Linked DNA regions of Rattus norvegicus: region 2 is linked to region 1. Evidence: chromatin contacts called from public Hi-C data. All regions are on one chromosome and are shown on one strand. The core of a region is the stretch at or near the end of the contact, and the rest is flanking DNA. Distances in the headings are between cores, read along the strand shown.

Evidence for each region. Hi-C and Micro-C count contacts between places; a contact is called where the count stands out from the background.
Region 2: a Hi-C map of Schwann cells shows a contact between it and region 1, with 5 times the contacts expected there. The contact joins the enhancer-like site here to the promoter of Scd-ps1 in region 1. A contact is called at or near these places in 8 of 12 Hi-C or Micro-C datasets (the A7r5 cell line, the Rat2 cell line, Schwann cells and 5 more) and 1 of 1 datasets of contacts at active chromatin or transcription factors (oligodendrocytes).

What each region holds. Positions count from the first base shown.
Region 1 is chr1:253,066,259-253,073,266 of GRCr8, reverse strand. Scd-ps1 (stearoyl-CoA desaturase, pseudogene 1) reads right to left here and starts at 4,523. Exons shown (of 3, transcript XR_010063269.1): 1 at 3,933-4,523; 2 at 2,524-2,636. LOC134485240 (a long non-coding RNA gene) reads left to right here and starts at 4,472. Exons shown (of 3, transcript XR_010063268.1): 1 at 4,472-4,818; 2 at 6,091-6,229. It overlaps LOC134485241 (a long non-coding RNA gene), which reads right to left. Exons shown (of 2, transcript XR_010063270.1): 2 at 5,544-6,222.
Region 2 is chr1:253,172,505-253,179,512 of GRCr8, reverse strand. No RefSeq gene overlaps it. Among named protein-coding and RNA genes, the nearest start is that of Scd4, 23 kb to the right of the region's middle. Within about 2 kb of position 4,437, at least 5 of the 93 cell types and tissues checked have an H3K27ac peak or open chromatin away from gene starts, as enhancers often do. A contact at or near this core is called in the A7r5 cell line and Schwann cells, where this site is marked.

The DNA of each region.
Region 1 (7,008 bases), core at 3,274-5,773:
ACATGATGCAGGGAACTCATCTGTTTTTGTGACTAGATGAGGCCTTACATTATCTGACTTGCATCTCAGAATCTCATCATCCTAGCCTCCTGACTACTGGGATTTCTGGTAAACACCATGATTTTTGATAGTTTCCAGATCTGTCATAAAATAACTTAAACCTGGAGGTGTTCTCTGCACTGTGGAACCAAAGGCAGGATGATCATGAGTTCACAGTCAGTGTGTCCTATCACCCAGCTCCTGAGCAATCGAATTACAGAGTCAGACATGGTTGCAATGCTACCCCCTACCCCCTCCTACTTCCTCTTCCTGCCTCCTACCTCCTCCAACCTCTTCTTACCTCCTCCTAACTCCTCCTCCCCCTTCTACTCCCTTACCCCCTCCTACCTCCTCCTACCTCCTCCTACCACCTCCTACCCCACCCTACTCCCTCCTACCCCCTCCTACCTTCTCCAACTCCCTCCAACCACCTCCTACCCCATTCTATCCTCACCTACCCTATCCAACCCTCTTCTACCTCTTCCTACCCCATCCTATCCCTTCCTACCTCCTCCTACCCCCTCCTCAAAACAAGATACAAGAACAACAATAAAACCCAACTTGGAAGATGGGTAGCCTTCCTTTCCAGGAACAATTTTTTAAAATGTTAACAATGAGGTAATTAGGTAAATGCAAATTAAGGCGCACGTGCACACACACACAGACACACACATACATACATACATAGACATACACAAATACATACGTACACACACATACACACACACATACATACACACATACACATACATACACCCACATACATATACACACATACACACATACATATACACATACATATATACATATAAACACATATATACATACACATAGACACATACATACATATATACATACATATACATACATACACATATACATATACACATAAATACATACATATACACACACATACCTATACATACCCACACATACACACATACATACATACACACATACACACACATACCCACACATACACACACACATGCACATATACATACATATACACACTTACACACATACCCACACATACACACACATGCACATATACATACATACACACATACACACACATACACATACATACACCCACATACATATACACACATACACACATACATATACACATACATATATACATATAAACACATATATACATACACATAGACACATACATACATATATACATACATATACATACATACACATATACATATACACATAAATACATACATATACACACACATACTTATACATACCCACACATACACACATACATACATACACACATACACACACATACCCACACATACACACACACATGCACATATACATACATATACACACTTACACACATACCCACACATACACACACATGCACATATACATACATACACACATACACACACATACACATACATACACACAAACACACACACACACTGCATGGCTGGAGAGGCAGCTGTGGGTGCTGGAAACCCAACTCCTATTTTTGGCTGTGAGTCTAGCCTTTAATGGCTGAGCATCTCTTCAGCACAAGAAAAACATTTATAAATAATTTTTTTTATCCTTTCCAGTTTTTTTTTTTTTTTTGGTTCTTTTTTTCGGAGCTGGGGACTGAACCCAGGGCCTTGCGCTTCCTAGGTAAGCGCTCTACCACTGAGCTAAATCCCCAGCCCCCCTTTCCAGTTTTTTAACATAAACTCTCACAGTTGTATTATGTTAAATGCATGTTGGCTATAGAGAGTGAAATTATGCTTCAGAGCATCCCTCACTGGATATTGTATCCCTCATCTTTGTTTTCTCCTTATGGGTCCCAAATATGTCCCGGTGCATCCATTTCAATATTGTCCCAGCCAATCTCTAAGGACTACTGGGGTCCTGAAGTGCCATAAGCTGGAACTGGAAGGCTCACTCCTGCCTGACCTGTAGGCCACACACACTATTTACTAAACTGTTCCGTGCATGACTAGAGACATTCTCCCTCCTACCCCCCCAGCTGAGGACCGAACCCAGGGCCTTGCGCTTGCTAGGCAAGCACTCTATCACTGAGCTCAACCCCCAACCCCCGACTAGAGACATTCTAATTATACCACAAAACAAAGCATGGCAATTTTGTGTTGTGGAGAGCTGATCTCAAAACTACCACAACAAAACTCTGTCCCACAATGGAGCCTTTGGTCCTACCTCTTTTACTTCACAGGATATTACTGTATAGCTCATTTTGGAGTCAAATATTGATCAGTCCTGTCAAGCTCAAATATTCCCATGACCACTGCCCTATCTGATGTAAGTGATTTGGTTCATAGAGAGCTCCACTAAGAAGCATCTCAAATTTTTCCAAGAGCTTGAGCTCACTTTAGCCACCAGTATATCAGCGGGTCCCATGTTTTTAAAGCCTACACCCACTGACCAGAGTCATTGCTTAGAAACTCTTTCTCCTCTTGCAAGTATTCTGGCTCTCAGATGCCCAGAACTTACCAGAGCTGAGACCGTGGACGGAGTAGAATTCAGGACTTCCAGGACTGAAGCTGGATTTCTGCTTCCAAGTGTGGAGCTGTGAAACAGGTCAGGTGCTGCCCCCGAAACCTGTCCTGTTATATATTATACACACACACACACACACACACACACACACACATGTATATGTGTGTATGTGTATATATGTATATATGTGTATGTGTGTATGTGTATATATGTATATGTATATATACATGTATGTGTATATATGTGTGTATGTGTATATATATGCATGTGTATATGTATGTGTATATGTATGTATGTGTATGTGCACACATACATACACATACACACACACACACACACACACACACACACACACACACACACACACCACACAAACACACAGAGGCTGTCCAGGCTCAGCCTCACCATGTGGGCTGTTTCTCAGAGGTATGGATTTAAAGGCATTGGATGTCTGAGTCTTTCATTTCCTAGTACACCTTCTTCTCCTGCCGAAAGGGGCAAGGTGCACAGAGGTAGCTGGCCTAGGTGGTTCCAGGCAGAGAGGATGGAAGAAGGGAGGAGACAAAAGAGCAGGCCTTGGCCAGGTCAGAGCCATGTGCTCTTGAGAGCAACACAGGTGATCCTAACATGGGCCCAAATCCTGTCCTCATCTTTCCCCTTGAGAAAATAGTATGTGAGGATGAAGAGATGGATCAGTGATTAAGAGCATTGGCTGCTCTTCCAGAGGTCCTAGGTTCGATTCCCAGCACCCGCACGGTGGCTCACAATTGTTTGTAACTCTAGTCCAGGGGGCTCTATACCCTCATCTGGCCTCTGAGGGCACCAGGCATTGAAACACCCATACACATGAAACAATCTTTTCTCAAAAAAGAAAGTTTGATACATTTGTCAGTTCTGGCTTCCTCACTGGTCAAAGACTATTTGATGCTACCTTATCCAACCATTGTCAACGGCTCAGTTCCGTCTGCTGTCTCCTATGCCACCTCCTCTTTTCCCTCCTTCCCCCCCTTTTTCTCCTTGTCTTCTCTTCCACTGGCCGCTGGGTCTCTCCTGTGGCCATGGGGACACGAGATTTCATTCTGGAAAACAGTATCTAGTTCGGCACTAAGGGTGAATTCAACCCTGACACATGGTGAATGCTTGGGCAATGGAGAAATTAACACAGGAGAGACTGGTGGCAATGACTACTCACAACTCCATCTATCCTGCCTACCTATTTTCCCAGGAACATAAGAGGGAAAAATGGCAATGGGTTTTGAACCAAGGGTTCAGTTGTAGTTCTCTGGCCTTCCCACCAACTCTGAATGCTATCAACCCTGCAGCACTACACACACACACACACACACACACACACACACACACACACACACACACAATGACAAAGGTGCATGTACACTCCATACTTAGTCTATGGGTAGACTCTGCCAGGTAAGGACTCCGCCAGGAATCAGTAGGCATTGGCTTCTTTTGGGTCCATTACTTGTGTCTGTGCCTTCAGGACACCGGGACTTTTGGGAGATTCCTGAAGTCCTGGGTAGAATTTTGAAGTGGTTTTGTTTGTTTCGTTTGAGCAAAAGAGGGCGGAAGCAGAGAGGTGTTTGTACCCAGCAGCAGGCTGCAGCAGTAGGCTATGGAATAAGGGGCGCAGCTATTGAAAGATCCCTGGAAGATTCATTTTGTGCAGGCCCCGCCCTCTGAGGAGGCTACTCCATACTTCTAAGAGAGTAAAGTGTCAAGTGGAGTTATCAAAAGGCTTGGTCATGGTCACACCATCCAGTCTGTGGTAGAAGTAGTTCAGAGCTGACACCCGAGCTCTTGAGGCCCAACCCTATTGCCCTATGACTCATGAGAGGGCGGGCCACACAGAGACCACTGCTCAGCATTTCCGTCCCAAAGACAGAGAGAAACTGAATACGTAGGTAGTCCTCCCTAGCCATCCAGGATGGCAACTAAAAAGTGCAGTCTGCAAGGGCGGCGCCTCCTGATTGGATCGGGCTCAGGCAGAGCCGCAGAGAAGCCGCTGATTGGCTGCGCAGGGTCAGGCGCTGTGGGCCGAGTGAACGCGAGTAACCCTGTAGGCGGGTGCTGACCGGGAGTAACCCCGGGAGGGACCGCACGCCTCTCCCTTTGTCTCCTCCGACTCTAGGCTCCCGCCCCCCAGGCTTGCCTGGGCAGAGACAGGGCGTGGGAGCGGAGGCGGGGCTGAGTGCGACTGTGCAAGCCTCGGAAGACTCGCTAGACCGAAGCATTTGAGCGCAGCTGCTTCCTTCTGCCTCAGGCCCCAGCTTTGTAAGTGGGGTTCTGTGTGAGGCCGAGTGGAAATCTCTAGGACAAAAGTTTATAGATCTTCGAATAGAAGTGGTGAATGTGCCTTAGTGACTCTGGAGTGATCTCCTGTAAACAGCCTTAAACTGCAAAAAGGTGGCTTCTCCCAGCCTGTACCTCCTGGGTAAGGAGTCTGGAGACCGTTCCTGAGACAGTTTTGATAATGTAAAGAGGCAACATCAGGAGTGCGCTTAAACACTGTTGGCGGGGGTGGAAAGTGGTTCAACCACTGTGAAAAACAGATTGGTGTCCCCATGAAAAGATGAAGAATTCCTGCAGGATCACACAGGATCACTCCCGTTACACAACCAAGTCAGTAATGGTGCACAATGCCCATAGCAGTGTGACCAGGTGCACAGGGCCATAAACTTGCCACCTCAGCTTTCTCACTGTGATTAACTTTAATAGTTAGCTTGACAGGATCAAGACTCAGCAGAGAGATATACTTTTTAAGTGTGTCAAAATGGGCCAACTGAGAAGGGCGAGAGCCACCTTGAATGTGGGTGGCATCTTGACACATGCCAGGGTCTGGACTGAAAAAAAAAAAAAAAAAAGGCAAGAGGAGGTAACCGGTGGCTCCCTGACCGGCACTTCCCTGACTTAAGACGCAGGATCACCTCATGCTCCTGCTGACAGGGCTGGAACGCCTCCCTGCCACACCTTTCCATGCGAGCCATTAGGGAAACTTATTTGTCCGGTGTTTTATTCATATTTTATTAATAGTCGGGAGGGGGAAAAAAAAGACCTGTATCTCCCAAGGAATTAGGAAAAGGAAAATCTGTTTACAGTTTGACCAAAATTATGGGGGATCTCCATTCCTTCCCACCGTGGCTGTACATCTTAAAATCTGTAGACCCGGCAGAAGCCAACTGCAGAACGTTCGCAAATATAGCTGTGAATTGGGTTAACTGGAGGAAGGAGACTGCTCCCCGGGACAAAAAGACGGGCTGTGCTGGGGAGCTGGCTCAGTGGCTAAAATCCTTGGGGGACAAGCTTGAGGACCTGGCTCCAGACCTCCAGAATCCAGGAAAAGCCAGATGTGGCAGGGCATCTGCAACCCAGGGCTCTTCTCTCGAGGTAGTAGGGAGAAACAGATGACCGTCGGGTGGTTCACAGGCCAGCTAGCCCGCGTAGCAGCCCTGAGGAAGTAGATAAAGAGCATTGTTCACACACAATGGGGTGCTGGTAAGAAAAATGAAAGGATTCCGGTACTGATTGGTGCTGCACTGTCAACAGATGTACAAAACATGCTTCAGGAAGAGAGCCAGATGTGCAGCTCACAGATCGATTGCTTCTGTTTCTGTGAAACATGCAGTTGAAGTCCAGAGAAAAAGAGAACCTGGCTGTTGCCAGGGGTGGGGAGTGGACCTGGAAGGTGAGGAGAGGGGTCAATGTTGAGACAATGTATAATGTCTCTTTGATGTGAGGGGGATTTTCTTTTCTTAATGCAGTCTTTTTCTTTCTTTCTTTCCTTCTTTCTAAGATTTACTTATTATTATATATAAATAAACTGTAGCTGACTTCAGGCATTCAGGCATTGGATCCCATTACAGATGGTTGTGAGCCACCATGTGGTTGCTGGGAACTGAACTCAGGACCTCTAGAAGAGCAGTCAGTGCTCTGAACCACTGAGCCACCCCTCCAGCCCAAGGGAATGTTTTGAAAGTATGTGTGTCAGCTCTGCAGCACTGTGAATATGCTAGCACCATAGAATTGTTCACTTTCATTTTTTTAAAAATCATTTTTACTTTAGAAGAAAAGTAAATGACTTACAGTTACCATAGCTTATACCCATTTCTTAATGGGGATGGGGAAAGAAACTGGACTGGATAAAATCCCTAGGATCCCAGTAGGGCATATTATGACCTGGGTATCAACAGGGCTCTGACTGCACCCACGGGTGAATCCAGCCCAGCAGACTGTTTGAAAACTCAAGCACACAGGACTGTGTGGCACTGCGATTCTGATCAGTAGCATTGTCCACATTAAAGTGGCTAATTTTGGTTTGTGAAAATCCACATCATTTAAAATGGCTATACTAGGAGAAAAAGGGGGGTGAGGTGGGGGAGGAGAGAGTCTTCTAGGTCACCTAGAATTCTTTAAGAAACCATAAGACCTACAAGCATTCTTGCGCCCTCTGCTGGCAATTTTTAA
Region 2 (7,008 bases), core at 3,188-5,687, 110 kb before region 1:
CCCAGGATTGATCACGTCATTTTTCTCCGTGTTTCTGAGGTTAGAGTTTTCTCCAGGCCAAGAGAGACTCAGACCATAAGTTGTCAAAGAACCATTATCGAATTAGTCTGTTTGGATGGCTTGTATTTCCAGTGTTCACATCTTCTGTTGCATGTAGAGGGTCAGTCGGTCAGTCAGTCAGTCTTCCTTTCCAACTCCAAGGACGATATTCTTCTTCTCCTACATGAGGAGACTGTAGTTCCTTTCTTCAGTATTTCAACTTCCTCTTTTTGCACCAAGTCTCAGCCCTTTTCCTGTACTCAGACCCTTCCCGTTCACCGAGCCAGTCTCCTGGGGTCTTATTCCATGACAACACCCTGGGCAGCAGAAAGCCTGTGTCTCGTTCACAGCATCACATCTAGAATGTCTTCATTTTAATTCAAGGACTCTGGGGAGGGCAGACCCCATGGGTCATTGCTTCAGGACAGTTCTGCTTAATTTAAAATTTTATCTTACGTGGAGGTTTTTTTAAACAGAAGTAAAGCGATGAGATTTACACTGAGCCCCTGTCACTTGCCCTCATCCGTCACGAACTGCTGCCAATCATGTTTCCTCTATACTTTCTGCATCATTTTTAGTGCCACGAATTTCTGTTGGTCCAGATCTATTACCATGGTGAAGGCCTAGAAGAGATAGAGTCCCCTGACCTATCTGAGAGATCTAGAGCCAGGAGGTAGAAAGACCTTAGGGGACCATATGCTTGCCCCAGAGGAAATGCTGCACACAAATGAACAAAAGACCAGATATAGGGTTGAGTTCAACTCTGCTTGGAGGAGGTGGTGGTTATCCAAGGCAACAGGTGTGATTGGCTGGACAGATGGGGAGAGAAATGCTTTGCTAAGTAATCAATTTACTTCCGTCAGGTAACAGAAGTAGTAGAAAAGTACCAAAGCCTGTGGATTAAGCTACCCTGACAGTTCCCTGGCTGTTTTCAGGGTACTTCCTAGGGTCTCGGGGTACAGTCTGTGTGTCAACTGCGATTACAGCACTGCCGACACCAAGGGAGGACAGAACTACCTTGCCTCACAGAACCTTCCTGTCTGTCAAGGTGGAGAAGTCATGGTGGATCCACTCAGTCCATGGTGGTGGGAGCATGTGGCAGAGGCCTTATGTTCTATTTTATTTCTCTGTGTGTGCGTGTGCACATGCCTATGTGTGTGTGCATTTATGTGTGCACGAATGCACCCCCGTGTATGTGTCTGTGTGCATGTGATCATGCCTGTGTGTGCACATCTGTGTGTGGGTGCCCATAGATGCCAGAAGAGGGAGGCGGATCCCTGGAGCAGGAGTTACAGGTAGTTGTAAGAGGTCTGACATAAGTGCCGGGGACACAACTCAGGTTCTTTGGAAGAGCAGAGTGTGCTCCTAACCACTGAACTATCTCTTCAGCCCAAGAGAGGCATTTCTTACATCATGGTGCATCTGCAGAGAATGATGGTACAAAAAGTGAGTGCTGGGAACAAAATTTCAAATCCTGCCCTGAACGATCCACTGATGCAAACTGACCCCACCTCCCAAAGACTCCAGAGCCCCCTCCAAAATATCGCCACCCACTGGAGAACCAGACTTCAAAAACAGTGGGGGCATTTCCGATTCAAATTACAACTCTCCTCGTTTAAAACCCACAAAACGGGGTTCGCGTGCACCAGGGCACGGAGAGCGTGAAGAGTTTCAAGTCTCCCACAGAAGTCAGCAACTAGACCGGAAAGCCAAACAAAACTCTGCCTGCGCAGTGGCCGGGCGAACAGCTGCTGCAGTGCCAGTTTCCGGGGCAGCGGCCTGGGCGGCCGCTCAGCGACCTTCACTTCGAGGCCAAGGAGAGGGCAGCAAGCTCGTGGGTTCCTTCCTGTCTCCATTTAAATGCCAAGTGCCAAAGGCTTCTCCCCAACTCTGATTTCTCAGCGGAGCTTGCTGTGTACATAGAAGGGTGGACATGGGGTCTAAGAAGGACGGCCATGGTTCTGAAAGGTCCCCTGAGAGGGAAAATGACTACTCTTCGCACTCTTCAGATCTTCTCCAGAGGGACTACCCATGAGCTAGCCTTGCACAGCTCCACAGGGTACAGCTGCCCCAGGGATGGCCTGGGCCTTTGCCAAGAACTGGCAAATGTTAGGTTTGTACTAATGTAGGATTTTGATAATATTTTAACATAAGGACTATCTTTAAAATGAACACCGTCGTTTGCGGTGTTGAGGATTGAAACAGGACATCATGAATGAAACACCACCAAGCTGCCTTGCATCACCAGATCCTTGGCTTTAAGGGAAAAGAATCTATCTATCTATCTATCTATCTATCTATCTATCTATCTATCTATCTATCTATCTATCTGTGTGAGTGTATATGAATATGTGTGTTGGGGGGTGCCCATAGAAGCCAGAAGATGTCAGTCATCTATTCCCCTCAGTTACTCTCTATGTGTTCCTTTCCAGGCAGGGTCTCTCCCTAAGCCTGAGGCTTCTTCTTGGCTAGACTAGAAACCAGAAAGCCCAGTGATCCTCTTGCTTCTGTCCCCTTTTGAGCTGGGATTATAGGTTTGTGTAGAGCCCTCATCTCGTCATGTGAGTACTAGGATCCAAAATCTTGTCCTCAAGATTTTAACCACTGAGGTTTTTTTTTACCACTACCCTGCCCTCTAAACTGACCGATCCATATGCATTTATACGTTACATTGGCATTCACAGGGGTCATGGTGACCTCAGACTTCAGCGGCAAAGCTCATCTTCAGGAGGCTCAGGCAGGAGGAGTGCCACGAGTTCAAGACCAGCCTGGGCTACAGAGTGAGAACTTGTCTCAAGAAACAAAAATTACACAAGACAAATCATATGAAAGTACTTTCAGAATAATTTATAGGGCTGATTCCCTCTGATGAAGGACACAGACAATGCTTCCCATGCCTGAGTTTTTCTTTTGAATTTTTACTGAGAGAAATCTTTCTTTGGCTCCAGTCTCCACTGTAGGAGGTCCCATTTCCTGTGTGTCTTCCAGTGTCCCAGCCCTTCACAAATCCACACTAGCTGGTGTTGTTACCAGAGTCATTGAAGGCTAAAGCCTTGGCCCCAAAAACCCCAATAAACTAGGTCCAGAGTCACATCCTTAACAACCCAGTTAGATAAACAAGTTACAAGCAGTAAGGTGCCTTGTAGCTTTGAAGGGTGAGGAGTCGCTGGTCACCAAGTGAAACTGGGACACCAGAGTCCCTTCCTTCAGATCATAGTCTCATTCATAAAAGGATTTAAGAATGAACTGGAAGCTTGAGCGTGATTTTATTAGTGTTTAAAAGAAAATAACTTTAAAAATTTTTAATATATTACAAAAAATCTAACAAACCGTAAAGGGAAATTGACCATGCAAGAGGAGCTTCCTGGAAATGGTGCACTGCTGTGCACAGAGGCGGCGAACGTACCTCAGAGAGGCGCAGCCCTGGGTGGGGTTCCTCTGCAGATTGCTTCTTGCTGCGGCTGTGCTCTCTCATGTTCAACTTTGTTGTGTTCCCCATCTATCTGGCATGAGGCGATCGGTCATGGGGAGATCCTCACTGCCTACAGTCTGCTGGGGATTGCTCCTAAGACACAGCCCACTCTATTGGGTAATTTTCCTGCCGATCAATATGAACTTTCATAAAATGATGCTGTATAAATGAATTACTGATTTTACGTAATTACTGACTTAATCTAAGTAGGTTTGAGGAAGTTAGGGGCAGGGGATAGAACATGTAAAGAGGTGGTTTGGGTTGTTTTGCCAGAAAGATATAATAAACTTAAAATTACGAATAGAATGTGCCCCTCCCTGTAGACTAGGGAGGGCTGCATAGGCTACAAAAGGAATGCAGTGAGCTTTCATGTGTTACAAACACGTAATTGTACTTGAAGGAGAAAAATAGGCTTGGGATAAGTTAATAATAAAAAAATTCGGGGCTGGAGAGATGGCTCAGCGGTTAAGAGCACCCGACTGCTCTTCCAGAGGTCATGAGTTCAATTCCCAGCAACCACATGGTGGCTCACAACCATCTTGTAAAGAGATCCGATGCCCTCTTCTGGTGTATCTGAAGACAGCTACAGTGTACTTATATATATAATAAATAAATAAATCTTTAAAAAAAATTCGTTCTAGGTTGGGTGTGAATTCCTGGGTCTTGTGAACTGGAGATGTCATCCTAGGTTTTGGTGTGCACCATGAAAAGACAGAGTTACAAAGAGTGAACTATTCTGAGTATAAGAATGGAGACTAGACGCTTAGCCAGTTTAGCTGAACAAGACTTCAAGATAAGATGCAAGATTTATGACGATCTGTTTCTTGGTAAATACAAATTGTCATCGGCTAAGTAGAGTGGGGAAACTTGCTGCTAGAGAGTGGCTTGCTTAAACTTTTGTTAATCAGTAACAAAGGAATTATTGTTTTGCGGTTACAATGACTCTGTGGAGAGAAAGATAGACCGGAAATGTTTAGTTATGTATGCGTTTCAAAAGAAGAATACAGAGTCAACAATCCTGGTGTAATTTCCTTCTGTGCAGTGATCTTAATCTGTTTTTGAAGAATATGCTTTTGTGGTGATTGTTTCTGGAGAATATGTAACTTGTGGCTATGAGGTCATCTTTTTCTTACATGGAGAATTTTTGTCTTAGGTGATATTAAAAGGCTAAGAGAAAAAATAAAGCTATTGGAGCTTTTTGAAGCTTGCTTCATCCACATTGTGTGTGCGTGTGTGTGTGTGTGTGTGTGTGTGTGTGTGTGTGTGTGTGTGTGGTATGTACACTGCTAGTTTTGTGTGTCAACTTGACACAAGCTGGAGTTATCGCAGAGAAAGGAACCTCCCTTGAGGAAATGCCTCCATGAGATCAAGCTGTAAGGCATTTTCTCAATTAATGATAAGGGTGGGAGGCCCACTGTGAGTGGTGCCATCCCTGGGCTGGTGGTCTTGGGTTCTATAAGAAAGCAAGCTGAGCAAGCCAGGGGAAGTGAGTCAGTAAGTAACATCCCTCCATGGCGTCTGCATCAGCTCCTGCTTCCTGCCCTGCTTGAGGTCCAGTCCTGACTTCCTTTGGTGATGAACAGCAATGTGGAAGTGTAAGCTGAATAAACCCTTTCCTCCCCAACTTGCTTCTTGATCATGATTTTTGTGCAGGAGTAGAAACCCTGACTAAGACAGTCTGTAATTTTTCTCCCTTTTTTGCTGGCCCCAGAAAATTAAGTTTTGCACCCTCAGAAAAAAGTCTGCTGAGTGATTAATTATCAACTCCGCAGCCCTTCTCAGGTTACCTGACCTATCAAAGCTGACCTGTGGCAGGAAATCCCATGCACAAGTTAACCAGATCCTGAGTCTACACATCTCAGTGAACTTCTGTACAGTTAGAAGCTGTGGAGCATCATGCTTTTACACTTTCAGTATTAAATATAAATAAATATATTTATTTATTTCTATTTATATTATACAAATATAATTATATGAATATATAATTATAATAACATCATATAAATACAATGTAATATAATATAAAATAAATACTACACACACACACACACACACACACACACACACACACACACATAAACGAAAACCACAAGGTAGGCTAGCTGGAGTTTCCAGCAGCTGCCCAGAGCAGAGGAGAGTGGCGGAGAGGAAGAAAGCTATGCTATTTGAGTTAAGCCAGCATGGAGGTCAGCCATAGACTGGCAGGCAGCTGCTCAGAGGAGAAGGGGCTTTTCACAAAGAATATGAAGCCCAGAGCACCAAAAGAAGGATAATTAGCTTCTGACAGCATCTGAGAGAAAGAGACAGGAAAAAGAAAAAGGAAACGTTCTATGTCCACACAACAGGGGGATGATAGACTCAGCCAAACCTTATGGTAGTGCACAGTCTGTTCTAAGGAGTGGGGATTCTAGGAAGGCAGAGTACAGTGCTGAAGTGGAAACTTAATGGTTCTTTAGATGGTGTTTTGCTGGGGCACACTCGTGAAGGAGTGTTTAGCTGACGTGGACACAGGTTAGAGACTAAGGCAAACGCACGAAGGAACATTTAGCTGAAGCAGACACAGGTGAAAGGGCGCTTTGCTAAAGCAAGCACGTGAAAGGACACGTGATGGAGGATTCTTTGCTAACGACACACGTGTTTTGGTCTGCCTTACGTCGCATAGTTGAGCTGCATTTGTCAGGACTCCACAGAGAGAAACGCACCAACAAACGTCTGGTGGTGTGCTGCAGTTTCTTGCCACTTGGTCTGATTGGGACAGTGATGTCTTCGATAATCTTCACTTCCCTGAGAGAGGCACAGCTGAGAACTTCTCCTGGTGTTCCTCCTGGTCCCTCCTGATGACTCGAGCCAAGGCTGAGGCCTGGCTGTCTCTACGAGGTTGTGTCACCACTGTTGCTAACTTGACTCTGCTGAACTGGACTGCTGCTGTGTCTGTGAAGTGTTTTCAAGTGGATCAAGCTGCCGCTGCCTGCTAACCTGTGAGCTAAACTGCTGGTTTCCAGACAACACAAGCAGGAGTTGCTCCAAAGAATCTTTCTAAATGGGTCCACTTCCACCATATCCTTTCTTTCCCACTACCTCTGGAGGGTGGTGGGCTAAAAGGGCCTAAAACATTTAAGAACCATCCTAAAAATAGGTTTTGAAAACATTAAAGTCCCGCTGTGTCTCTGTAAAGGGATAGTTTTCCTATCTCCTTCTCACCAAGGGTTAAGGTGAGCCTACCTTTCTAAAGGGTGTTTCCACCTTACTGGGTCCACCAACTGGGTTTACTCTTAAGACATGTCCCTACATAGAAAAAAAATTTTCATTTTTCACTATAAAAGGAGGTGAAGTCACGTACTTCATCTGCCACCGAGGCTGGCAATCTGAGTTCGAGCCACAGGACCTACCATGGTGGAAAGGGGAGAAACCAGCCTTGTAAGTTGTCCTCTGACCCCCACAATCTATAGCCCATGCACCCCCTGTCCCAGTAAAGAAATAAATGCAGATTTGAAACA